Regions from separate parts of the Pan troglodytes genome. Here region 2 is linked to region 1. The links are chromatin contacts, called in public Hi-C maps. All regions are on one chromosome and are shown on one strand. The core of a region is the stretch at or near the end of the contact, and the rest is flanking DNA. Distances in the headings are between cores, read along the strand shown. Region 1 overlaps TMEM255A (transmembrane protein 255A). Region 2 holds the start of TMEM255A (transmembrane protein 255A).

The links. Hi-C and Micro-C count contacts between places; a contact is called where the count stands out from the background.
Region 2: a contact with region 1 is called in a Hi-C map of stem cell-derived neural progenitor cells, with 2.0 times the contacts expected there. The contact joins the promoter of TMEM255A here to the enhancer-like site in region 1. A contact is called at or near these places in 2 of 7 Hi-C or Micro-C datasets (induced pluripotent stem cells and stem cell-derived neural progenitor cells) and 1 of 1 datasets of contacts at active chromatin or transcription factors (stem cell-derived excitatory neurons).

What each region holds. Positions count from the first base shown.
Region 1 is chrX:117,873,656-117,880,329 of NHGRI_mPanTro3-v2.0_pri, reverse strand. TMEM255A (transmembrane protein 255A) reads left to right here. Exons shown (of 9, transcript XM_016943731.3): 8 at 1-38. Among named protein-coding and RNA genes, the nearest start is that of ZBTB33, 14 kb to the right of the region's middle. Within about 2 kb of position 5,144, at least 7 of the 24 cell types and tissues checked have an H3K27ac peak or open chromatin away from gene starts, as enhancers often do. A contact at or near this core is called in stem cell-derived neural progenitor cells, where this site is marked.
Region 2 is chrX:117,919,122-117,925,405 of NHGRI_mPanTro3-v2.0_pri, reverse strand. TMEM255A (transmembrane protein 255A) reads left to right here and starts at 2,143. Exons shown (of 9, transcript XM_016943731.3): 1 at 2,143-2,430. The coding sequence starts at 2,373.

The DNA.
Region 1 (6,674 bases), core at 3,895-6,394:
CTCCTCACCTGCCACCATATTCTGCTTATGACTTTCAGGTATGTTTTGGGAGAAAAAAGAACTCTCTATTACCCTTGTTCTCACTCATGCTCTCTTGTTCTCTCCCTAAATTCAATTATGGAACCTTTCCATTGTCTGCATATGTATGAGGTAGCCATGCATCTCCCTAATGGCCAGCAGCCTGTGGTTGCTAGCTTAAGGACTATGTAGGCAGGCAACGATGGCAGAGATGGGCGGGTGAAAGCTGCGCAAGAGAAGAAACAGAGAGATGGAAGAAAAAGGGAGAGAGGGAGGTAGGATCAAGGTATCCCAAATTGCCTTAAACTACACCAAGGAGAAGATAAGCTAGTTGGGAAATGGCAGCTCATTAGTACGCTACCATGGACCCCCGTGCAACAGTGGCTTTTTCCATTCCTCTGATATGGGGAGAGGCCTAATCCTGCTCCTTAACACAAGGGCATTCTGAGCCACACAAGGGTTTGAATCAAACCTGTGATGAGGAAGAAGTCCCATTCTTTTTCTCCAGGCCTCCTAACTAGGACTACACAGAGCAATACACAGAGTATTTTTATAACACCCCTCCCCCTTTTGCCCTGTTATCACGTAAGTCAGAAATAGTGTTAACAAATTTGCACTTTCCCCTTTTCCTTTTGAACTGTGACTACTAGTAGAAAACCAGACCCAAAAAAGGCACTTACTTAAAAGGAATTCATTGCATGCAGAACACTGAACTAGACACTTTGGGCAAACAAGTGAAATGGTCCTTTAGGTATGTATAACGATTATAAACCCTTGACCATAGAAGAGCAAGGTTACACTAAAATCTAGTTAATTCAAACTTTAGAGACCAAAGGAAATACCTTTTAAGGAAGGGAAACTCATAATAAATTTGCTTCTATTGATCAAGAGACCATGAATGTTCCATGGGGACATAAAAGTACAACTATCTGGGGGTACTTCCAATTAACCAGCCAGTTTGGCAATACAAAGCCCTTGGGCAACCTAATTTCAACTTCAGTTTGGCAAAATAATTGAAACTTAAAAATCTTATTAAGTTGAATAAAGTGTTGTTGTGGTTGGTTTAGATACCGTTCAGAGAGGTCTGTGGCTCCATAATGCAATAATAATACATATAGTGTGCACATGCACTTGTTCACTTTTATAAAATATAGTACTAGTTCAAAAAGGTATCCATTAACCCATTGATGCCAGAGGTTGCAAATTTTTTTGTGAAAAATCAGACCTTGGCGATGACCTTGAGCCGGAGGACATAAATAACTCCCACAAGCTTAGCGTTCCAATAATGGGACACTAGGCATAAATGGGTTAAAGCTTACAAAATATAATGATAAAATTCGTTCTAAAGCCTACTGTGTACACAGGTAGACAACTCAGGTAACTTGTTACCCAAATAGGTGGTATAGACTGGAAAACAAAAATATGTTCAAGAAGGGCATAGATAATTTCAATAGTGACCGAGGCAACAAGGAATTCTTCAAGAGAATGCAGGGATGTTGAAGCTAAAACAAGGAAGGTCATCATTCTCTTGGGGTCCCTATAATAAAAAGTCATCCTTAAATAGAGGAGCCACACATGGGTCTAGCCCAAGAGGCCTCCTCTACTTTTATATCAAAGTAAATTACATTGATTTCAGGAATTTGCACTTTATAATGAACCCTTTAAGTAGGGACAATAATACATCTGGTGATGGTTACCACAAATTATAAGATAGGAAACCTCTCTTTTGGGTATGGAGCCATCATTCCTCATTCAAATCCTACCCCAGAAATGAAAGCAAGATTGAGAATGCCAACGGTGACTTGGATTGTTGGTTTCAGTTCAATCAATGTTTACTCTGTGTTCCATGTGCCACGCATTGAGCCAGGAGCTGTGGAAATAGAAATTAAATGAGACAGTCCCTGCGTTAGTCTAGGGACTTGGGGGTGGGGGGTCAGGGGACAGTAGTGGGGACAAAAAAGTAAAGAAAACATTACCCAGAATGCTATGGAAACAGCATACCTAACCCAGAAAAGGGATCCAGATTTAGCTACCTAGTCCAAACCTATACTATGGGCTTGTAGCAGAGACTTTGGGGATTGTTAGAAGCCTCTCCTTTTTTTTTTTTTTTGAGACAGAGTCTTGCCCTGTCGCTCAGGCTGGAGTGCAATGGCACAATCTTGGCTCACTGCAACCTCCACCTCCTGGGGTCAAGCGATTCTCCTGCCTCAGCCTCCCGAGTAGCTGGGATTACAGGTGCGTGCCACCATGCCCGGCTATTTTTTTTTTATTTGTATCTTTTGTAGAGACAGGGTTTCACCATGTTGGCCAGGCTGGTCTCGAACTCCTGACCTCGTGATTCACCCGCCTCGGCCTCCCAAAGTGCTGGGATTACAGGCATGAGCCACCGTGCCTGGCCCACCCTTACTTTTTAATAACAGCTACTATTCACTGAGTACTTACTATGTACTAAGCATTGTGCTAAGTGCTTTACATATATCATCATTCAGTCATTTACCTCTTTAAGAGAAGTACTCTTGCAATTGCCATTTTTAAGATAAGATGACTGAATCATGGAGAGATTAAGTGACTTCACCAAAGTCACAGAGGTGGTAAGTGAAAGAGTAAGGATTTATATCTAGGGCTGACTGATTCCAGAGATTGGGTTGGGGGATTTTTGAAGTTGTGAATCTAGGCGGAGCACAGCTCTTTCCCCAGTTAATTTTGGGATATTTATACTTTCTACTGGATATTTATACTTTCTACTGGACTCATGGTCCTCAGAAAGGGTCTCTTTACTCTTGATCCCCACTGAAAAAGGATTCCCTTCCTTCATGCATTCCTCAGAGGGGAATTCAGGGGCTGCTTGGACACTTTTTATATGTCTCCCACTTCTTTCCCTAGGCTCAAGATGTCTTTAGTATTTCCTGTTTGAAGACTTTATAATTGTATAGCCTAAGTCTTGAGGGGGTAAGATTTTAAGTGATTTCTCTCTAGAACTTAAATTTTCATTTTAGTATTTTAGTTTAGCTTTCTTTTGCTCACCAAGTTTCATTCCCTTATAGTTTCATAGGCGAAAATACCATTCTTTACACAAGAAAGTCAGCCAGGCGCGGTGGCTCATGCCTGTAATCCCAGCATTTTGGGAGGCCAAGGCGGGCGATCACCTGAGGTCGGGAGTTCGAGACCAGCCTGACCAACACGGAGAAACCCCATCTCTACTAAAAATACAAAATTAGCTAGGCATGGTGGTGCATGCCTGTAATCACAGCTACTCAGGAGGCTGAGGCAGGAGAATCACTTGAACCCAGGAGGTGGAGGTTGTGGTGAGCCGAGATCACGCCATTGCACTCCAGCCTGGGCAACAAGAGAGAAACTCTGTATAAAAAAAAAAAAAAAAAAAAAAGGAAAGTCAAGAGGGCAAGAAACGTCTGCTTATATTCCCAGATAAATAAAAAGCAGTCAGCAAATGCACTCCAGATCTGACAATAAAACCACCTGAAGCACAGACCCACCCCCAAAAGGCCAGAGCTCCCTCATGCTCTTCTGATTGTAAAATGACCTAAGTTACAGCCAGAAAATGGACCTTTCTAGACTTTCTGAATGACTTCCCATTTTGGTTATTTCCAAGTAGGACTATTTCTGTGACTTTGGGTTTGGTGATTTCAACTTCCTTTTGACCCTGAGGCTAATAGGAGGATGAGGAAAAAAGACTTATAATGTTTTGTTTTAACCCCTCAAAGTCATACCCTTATTGGGTAGCTGTCCAGTGAGGAAGCTTGGGAAACACTTCTTGTGGTCAGACATGAGCAAGGATTTGGGTCTGATCAGCTGGCCCTGAGGAAGTTTTGAGTGCTGAGCTTAGAGAAACTGGATTCTTTCAAACACTGGGCTCCAGGGTGTCCTTGCTTCTCAGGAACTCCCCATACTCCAAAGCAGGAAGGATATAAGCTGAGACTACCTTTGCCTCCTTGCTCATCTATCCAACACTCATTTCTCTTGTCCTTTGCACTATTTCCCCACCACCCCTTCAGCTTTAGCCAAGTAGTCCAAAATCTGTAGGGTACAAAGCATCAGTTTTTACTTCTGCTGGGAAATTAAACCCAGCTATTTATAAACCCCTCAAGGTTCCCAGCAATATTTCCCAGTCTGGGCCAGTACCCCTACTTTACTCTAACCATGGAATGGTCCCTTTCCTATCCATTTGGTGACCAGCCAAGTTTAAGCTTAAAACGAAAGTCTCAACCTATGCAATTCAAAAGTGCCTCTATTTTTCCTCTTTATTAAATCACGAGGGTACACTAGGTTTCACCCTAGCCACTAAAAGTTACTCATTATAAATTGGGCCCATTTATTAAAAGGATTGCTTTGATCCTAGGAGGGTACAGTTTATGGCACAGGTTGCTGAGAGCCTTAGAAGGCTGTTGTTGCTATCACTCAACTTTTTCTTCCCCCCGCCACCCGCCCGCCACCCCGCTGTCAAGTCTTTCCTTTCTTCCCCTCCTTTCCCTTGTTCCCGACTCATCCTTTTTTTTTTCCTCTTTCTTTTACCCACTCTTCTCTCCATCTCCCTAGCCTTTGCTTCCAGGGGCAGAACAGAGAGGGAATGCACAATACCGACAGATGCTGGATTTTACCCTTGGGACACAGTGTCTTTAACTAGTAATTATCACCAGCCAGTTCCTGGGCTCTTTGTGAAGTCACTGTCCCACAAGGCTCCTGGAGAGAAGCATGCCCTGACGGAAATGCGCATTGATCTTGAAGGGTGTGGGTCAGCCATCAGGCAGGCAGGAGGCAGGCTAAGGTGGAAGAGGAAAGCCATCTGTGTCCCTGAAAGGGTGGTGGCTCCTCTTTAAGCACCATCAGCCTGTTGGCCACCCCAGCCTCTAAGAAGCCGCTCAGGAAGCTGGAGCTGACTAGGCCCCGCAGTAGGCTATTTAGATGCTCTTCGTGCTTGGTGGTGCACAAGGATTCAAAGTTCTGTTCTCCTGAGCTGCCCACAGCATTATTAAAGTCACACTCTCAGGCAGGAACCAGAATACACCAGGCCAACTCCCTGGCTGCGACAAAGCCAAATCTTTCCCAAGGTGCCTGCCTGTTGCTAGGAAACTATGCACTGGTACTATGGGCCTTTTCCCCCCGCTAAACCCCAAGGGTGTGTGGACTGCAGCCAGTTAGCTCCCTAGCTCTGCCAGGAACCCTTCAGCTTTATCCTTAAGACTCCCAGCATCCTCAAAGGGAAGTGAGAATCATGACCCCCTCCCCCCATACTTCTCAAACACAAAACTGAGAAGTGAAAACCCAAGGGCCGTTGTACCACCCCCTTTTATTATCAAAGTGTACAACTGCCACCCACAGCAGCTGCTGCCCACAGAAGCCTTTTAATGCCTCTCAGGACAGAACTGCCTTTAGCTTCACTTCAGGAAACTTGCCTCTCCCTTCTGTGGCTGGGAACACCTAAAACTGGCCTGCTGCCTCTCATGTCATCTCTGTAGTGGGATTTAGAGAGGCAGTGAGTGCCATATGCCCAGGCACAGAGATTCTTTGCCCTGGTGGGTCTTTGTTCCCCTCTCTGGTTAAGAGGAGAGAGTTCTTAGTTGAGGAAAGCAACAGAACAGGAGGGAGGGAGAGGAGGAGGAAGGGAGAGTTTGAAGGGTGCAAGATGGAAAATCAGGAAATCACTATACCGATGTTTTTAACAAAGGGTATCTTCTTGGAGGGAGGAGGAAAATTGAGTTTTTAAGAAGGAATCTAGATTGTCTTGAGTCCACTGCCTCAGGTTGTTTTGCCTTTAAGGGCTCTCCAGGTTCTACGACCCTGCCATTTCTTTGGAGTGAAATAATGGATGGGATTTGGGAGGCAGGGGATGATGGCAGCTAGCATCTCTTCTCAGTCTTAACATTATGTGGTAAGGAAGATTTTTCTGTGTCTCAAGCAAGGCTTAGAAATCTGGACATAGGTTTTATTTATTTATTTATTTATTTTCGAGACGGAGTCTCACTCTGTCACCCAAGCTGGAGTGCAGTGGCGTGATCTGAGCTCACTGGAACCTCTGCCTCCCAGGTTCAAGCGATTCTCGCGACTCAGCCTCCTGAGTAGCCGGGATTACAGGCACCCACCACCACTCCCAGCTAATTTTTGTATTTTTAGTAGAGATGGGGTTTCGCCATGTTGGCCAGGCTGGTCTCAAACTCCTGACCTCAGGTGCTCCACCACCTCAGCCTCCTACAGTGCTGGGATTACAGGCGTTAGCCACCGCGCCCAGCCTAGATTTTATTTTTTAAAAGCATGCCAAGTTCATCTACTATGCTCCTGAAGTTGTATTCACTCATTCAAGATTTATTGAGCACCTATTACTTGGCAAGTACTGTTCTGAGCTCTGGAGGATACAGCAACAAACACAACAGGCCAACTCTCCTTCAGCAGGGAAATCACTAGAGTCAAGGATATACATGGGCCAGGGAGAGAAAGGGGCAAATGACTCCTGCCAATTCACTGCATATTTTAAAAAATTCATTTCCATTCCTTTCCCAAAGACTAACAACCTTTCCCAAAGTAAGACAACACAAAGTAAAACTGAATACTCAGTGTCTCTGCAACCTGACATATTGCTCCTCATTCTTACCTCCATGCCTTTGTTACTCTTTGCTCTCCAACCTACTCTGCACTTGGGGATG
Region 2 (6,284 bases), core at 894-3,393, 48 kb before region 1:
ATCTGTCCATCAAAACCAGCATGGTAACAAGTTTCTATTTGGCTTCTTTAGGGATCTCTTGCTGTGTGATTGCTATAGGGGAGCCAAGAATCTCTAAAGAAGGTGTCAAATAGTCTTTAGAGCCTGTATAAAAACCTCTTTTCTTTCAGGCTACTTTCACAGAAACCAAATATGTTAATTAGCAAGCACTCCTGAGAAATCAGTGCTGGTTGCAGGAGTCCTCCACATTAAGTATGAGATATTTAGAATGAGAGGAGAAAGAGATAAGTAAACAGGACTCAAAGACAATCATTGCAGAAGTATAAATACAGGATTTCTCTCTGCCTTTGTGGAGCTTATAGAGACCCTGACACAAGCTAAGCAGGCTTAAGACACACACATCTACAGTAGTAGGCATCTTGTCTCTATCTAGGACATATATCACAGATTTTTAAACCACATGTATAGTGTAGGGTTGCTAATAATACCTGACACAGCATTCAACGTGGCCCCTGGGGTGCCCAAGTTCTTTACAAAGGGCTTCCTTTTTAATCTTCAAGAAACATATTTTCTTCCTTCAGAAGATGGGAAAGGGCAAGGGCCTTCAGTCCCATTTCCTGGATAAGAAAAACAAAGCTTTACAGTAGATTAGCAAGGCAGATCTGGAAAGAGCCAAGTACTCTTCTTCATCCCATTGACTCTTAGAATAGTTTTATACTTGATTTGGTTTGGGTTTTTCGGGGAACATGGAGAAAGGATTGCAGCAACCATCAGAAGGAGGCGGTTGGAAGGAGACCTGGCAAGCAGAGCCTGGGAGCTCCTCAATAGGACAGTATGGGCACCTCCAAATAGGTATATTCTCTTAGCTATGTTAGGCTTCCAGGGCTGTTTCCAGAGGGAGGTGGAGTCCACTGTTACCCGCTTCCTCACCCTCCACCTCCCCTGGCCACCAGATAGATGTCTTGGGGGCACTCCAAGAAGGCCTCATCCTGATCTGCAGTTGTTTTGAGAACATTCAAACCACCTTTTGGTCCAACCACAAGGTGCTTCAAGCCCAATATCCTAATGGGGTCCAAAAGGATAGGTTCGAGAAGGATTTGGCTGTCTTCCAAGATCAATGACATTCCCACCTCATCCCCAGTTTCCCTTAGTAATCCACAGTGGATCTGTCAGCCATGACTTTACTTTCACTCTTTCCAAAGCTACTTGCATTTTCATCTTGCTGCATCTTTTGGAGCTAATGAATTCCTTAGGTTTTCCATTTGCTATAGAGAATAATAGTTCTTTTCAGTCGCCATAGCAAGAACACTCACCTTGGAGTCCAACAGATCTAGGTTCTAGCTCTCACTTCTGCCACTTACTAGCTGAGTGGGCACAGGACATTTTCTTCCCTTCTCTGAGATTCAGTTTCCTCCTCTGCATAATGGGGTTATTGATAACTCCTCTTCCTCCCTTGCATGGCTGCTATGATGATAAAATGAGATCCTTGTTATAAAAGCACTTGAACAGTACAAACTGGGGTTCTGGTGCAGAGTCATACTTTAGCTGAATTTTCTAGCTAAAGATTGGGGGCTGTTGGTTCTGGAATTCTCAGGTCTGGTGAATAAGGCTGTGCTCCTTCTCTCTGTCTCTGCATAATTTTATACACTCTGGTCACATCACTTCCCAGCCTTCATCGTTCTAGACTAAAGAGTCTGCGTTTGTTTAATCTATCTTCATATGTCAGCCACCACCCTCCCCCCGCCCCACACACACCATCCCTTTGATTATAGAGTGGCCCTTCTCTGGATCATCTCCAGCTCCATTATGTCATTCTGGAAGCACTAAGACCAGACCTGCTCAAGTGTGTGTGTGTGTGTGTGTGTGTGTGTGTGTGTGTGTGTGTGTGTGTGTGTTCCTCAGCTCTGAACCTCTGACTCTGACCCCCTCCCCAGTTATAAATCCTAGAACAGGATAATTACCCAAGACCCTGTCCAACTATAGAGAAGGTTGGTTGGCTTCATACTGAAGCCTCCCCCTCTTTCTCTGCGCAGCCCTGGCCCCAAGGGGCTAAAACTGCTCCCTGTCTGGCTTGGAAGGCTGGGAGGTGGATAACTAGGATGGGGAGACTGAGGGGGAGGGAGGAGGGGGGGTCTTGCGCAAGCGCACGCGGCTGCACGGACCGCCAATGCTGCCGCCTCCCAGAGCAGAGGGAGGCAGAACAGGAGGGAGGGAGAAGAGTGGAAGGGAGGGGGAGGCGGCACTTGGGCTGCAGCTCGCAACCAGAGGCAGTGTCTCTCAGCTCTCGGAAGGACCGAGAGAGGCAACCGCGGAGTAGGATGCTCTGCGGGGCGCCCAGAGCCGGGGGCGCTTGAAGCAGCTTCGGGGACTGGGGCAACCGGGCAGTTTTCACCATGCATCAGTCCCTGACTCAGCAGCGGTCCAGCGACATGTCCCTGCCCGATTCCATGGGTAAGTCTAGCGGCCCTTCCTTCGGGCGGCGGCAGCAGGGGTTGAGTGCGCTGGCCTCTGGACTGTGAACGCCCCAGGTGCCCCAAAAGCCAGAGAGCGGGAAACGGGGCATGGATGGGGTGGTCTTCGCGCCCCAGCGTCTGGGTGGTGGACCAGAGTCCCAGGGGAGCGGCCTGGCTGCAGCGGGAGCGACGTGCGGAGATCGGAGCGCCAACCTTGCGTCGGAGTATCTCTGCCCCGGAGTGCGGGTGTGTGCCTGTTTGTGTGCGTGTGTCTACAGACTTGCAGTCGGTGGTAAATCCCAGCAATCTGAGGATCAAAACACTTCCCTGCAACCTGCGCCTTCGCTTTCCATTCGACACTCCCTCTTTGCAAAGTCCTGGTCACTTCTAAGAGCTCACGACTAACGACAATTAGAAGCAGGGTCCTCGCCCCCTCCCAACTCTCTTGAAGCTGCCCTGAAATTTAGAGATGCAGTTGGGTGGGGGCCTGACTTGCACCTCGCTGATTGGGGGGGGGGCGGGTTGCGCAACTCTGGGGGATGGGCGGGGGTGAGAAGAAAGGGGGGGATGAGGGGAGGGGAATTCCTGAGGAATCACTCAAGACAGCCCAGCCCTGCCCTCTGCAGCGGCGGGATCAACATTCTTTGAATTTGATTGTTACTCTGCTCCAAATGCACGGAATGTGCATGAGTGTGAAAAGGGAGTCAGGGGCAGGAGTGAGAGCGCGAGAAAGAAACATCCAGCGCGAGCCCGCGCATCTTCTGAAGTCGCGCTTTTCCTCGCAGGGCGGAATGGAGGGGGAGGGGCACCCTTCGACTCCTTTCCTTATAGAAACTGGGGGACAGCTACCTTCGGGCACCAACTTGGCTGCCCCTCGAAGCTGCTTTTTGGTAGTTACAAAAACAAACAAACCCAGTCCCCCTCAGCTGTTAGGCACCTTCCCAAGCCCTGTGATTTCACTGGGCGGAGAAATTAATTTGGAGCCCTGGAGAGCGGGAAGGGATTGTAAAATCATGATCCCACCTAATCTTTTAAAATTCGCCTCGGATACACTTCAATCAAATCGAATTCTCTCTTTCCAACATACTTTACATTCTGCAAAATCCCTCTGTCCCGCAGTTCCTGCCATCAGTCTGCTCAGGTCTTCTCCGATGAATTTGCGGGAACATCTCGAGTGGAGGGGGCAGGGAGAAGATCGAACCCCCTATATAATCTCCCTACTGCCCGCAGAAGACTCAATGTCAACAAAACTCGTTCACCGGAGGGGCCCCAGAAAGTGTTATCTCCTGGATGGTGGAAAGATCCGTATCCTCAATGGTTTTGCATATTCAGTATAAGAATTTACTTTTTCATTTTTAAGGGCGTAGTTATTTACAACGGGGTACAAATGAGGCCAAGGACTTGGTCCGAATCCAGAGCCCAGCAGTACCAGACTCCCCCTTACTCCCAGCTCGCGCGCGCGCACTCTTTCTCCAACACACACACCACGCGCACACACATACAGAGGGAGAGGGAGAGAGAGAGAAAGAGAGAGCGCGAGAGCGAGCGACAGCGAGAGCGAGAGAGAGAGTGACAGAGAGGTGGGAATGCACTGCTTACCTTGGCCAGCTGTGGCGCCAACAACGCAGCCCTGGCTCCCCGACGCCAAGCTGTTGCGCTTCGCGAGGGAGGGCAGAGTGGAAGAGTGCTAGGGTTCCGCAGCGTCCATTCTCGCTGCGGACGACAACCACCTAACCACCTGCAAATCAAGCCACAGCGCCCCGGGCCCGTCTGCCTTCGGGGAGTGGGCTGGTTGGTGGCCCAGGGCTTAAAGAGTCGCTACTTGGCGCACTGCTCTGTGGGTTGGGGAACAAGATGAAGAGCTTTCTTTCTTGGGCTCCCAGGGGCCCTCAGCGATCTTGTGTTTCTCGAAAGGTCTGCGCAACAAACAGCTGAGTGGGCTTCGCCCAGCCCAGTCTCCACACTGCGGGAAAGGAATCATAAATCCCAGATAGAAGCGGAGCCGGCGCCACGCATTCCACTTTTTGAAGTCCGCAGAGCGACGGCACTAGCAAATTCCTGAGTCGAGTGCTAACGCTGGGTTTCCACAGTTTGGACAGGGGAGTCTCCCCGGAGTTCCCTGGCCCTGGTCCCGCACAGTCCGGGCCTGAATCAGCGTCTAGGCTACTTAGGAGCTACTCCCACTTAGCTCTGGCAACACCACCTTCCCTTGCGTGGGGGGAAGAGGACAGTGGGTAGGTAGGTTAGTGTTTCAGCCTCCAAGGGCAGCATTTCTGAGAGGACTCCCTTTATTGTCAAGACACAACCGCAACCAAAACAATAAAATTTAAAACACGCAGACACACTGCACCAAGGTGCCTGCACTCTACGCTTGCTGGCTGCCTGGGAATAGAGCAGTTCGTCCAAGGCTCAGAGTGGAGCAGGCGCTTTGCAATTAAGAAGATGGTAATTTGACTCCAGCGTCCCTCCATCCCCTCCCAGCAACCCCCTTCTCCCTTTTGGCAACACCGCCCCCAGGCGCAAAGGCACCTCTACTACAGTAGGGCATTCCTTCCTCCCAAATAACACATTTGTAATTCGCGGGCGGCCTCGGATGTTCTCCATTCAGAGAACTGTCTAAAGTGGGGAGGGATGGATTTCAGCGCCTTTAAGGAAATGTTTGGGAGATTGGCAGGGTCTTGAGGCCCTTGTGTGGGCAGCCACCTGTTTCTAGGGATACTCAAGGCTGGGATATCCGGGGACCCACCCTGTGTGGCAAAGCTGACTCAGGTAAGCAAATCCTAATCGGTTCAAAAGATCAACCCAGAGAACTAGCCAGGCATCAACAACACCGTGTACAGGACAGGATACTGGGTTCCCAACTTTTCTGTGCCCAATAAAGATTATACACCTTATCTACTCTCTTGGGAGAGGATAATCAAGAACGTGTGCAAGGTAAAACAAAGTAACAGAGACAGCATCCTACCTTCTAGCAACTCACATCTTGGTTCCCTCAGATACCTAATCCTGGGACTGGCAGATATCATATGGGTTGTGGACCAGACCCACGGTTACAATTGTAATGGTACCAGTTACAATTAATATACTTATTGAGTAAGGTACCTGGGAATTTAGGGACATGAATAAGTAATTAATTTTGATCAAGAAAAACTTTTTGGAGGAGGGGAATTTTGAGCATGTTTCGAAGGAAGGGAGGCACCCAGGTTCAAAGACCGCAATGCAGATGGGGGCTCTGACCAGGGGGAATACCCGGATGAGAGAAAAGCTGGTTGTTTTTGGAAGGGTGGAGACAGCAAATAATTGGGTGCTTCTAGAGCTAAGCATCGTGGTCATCAGGAATCTGGGGTGGAGGTGGGGCACTGCAGAGAGGGAGGGCTGCAGTAGTTCTGCAGGGAGGCTGCTGAGGGGGGGCAGGCAAGGCCAATGAAAAGATTTCAGACTCTCTCACTGCTGTTGGTTGCAGAGGTGGTTGTTGTTTAAGCAGAAATATACTGGGTGCCAAGGAGACAGAGTAGTGAGAGATATTGTAGTTTTCACACTAGTTAGCCAGAAGGCTTTTAATTTGAGGGAACCCTCAGGTGTACCCTACATTAAAAAATCAATTCTATGAGACTAGCCCATATTTATTCACACAATTCCTCCCACATCCTTCTTGATTAAAAGGGAAACAATTCTGAGATGTTGCCTCTTGTTTATTCAACAAGTACCGATTGTTTATTAGGTATCAAACACTAGGTATAAATCGTAATAGGCATGATTTTCATATACCTGCTGCTTTATTTAAGTACCTCCTGGTGCCTGAGTTTTTTTACGTGTCACTTTACTAAACAAAATCAGAATAAGATGGTCCTG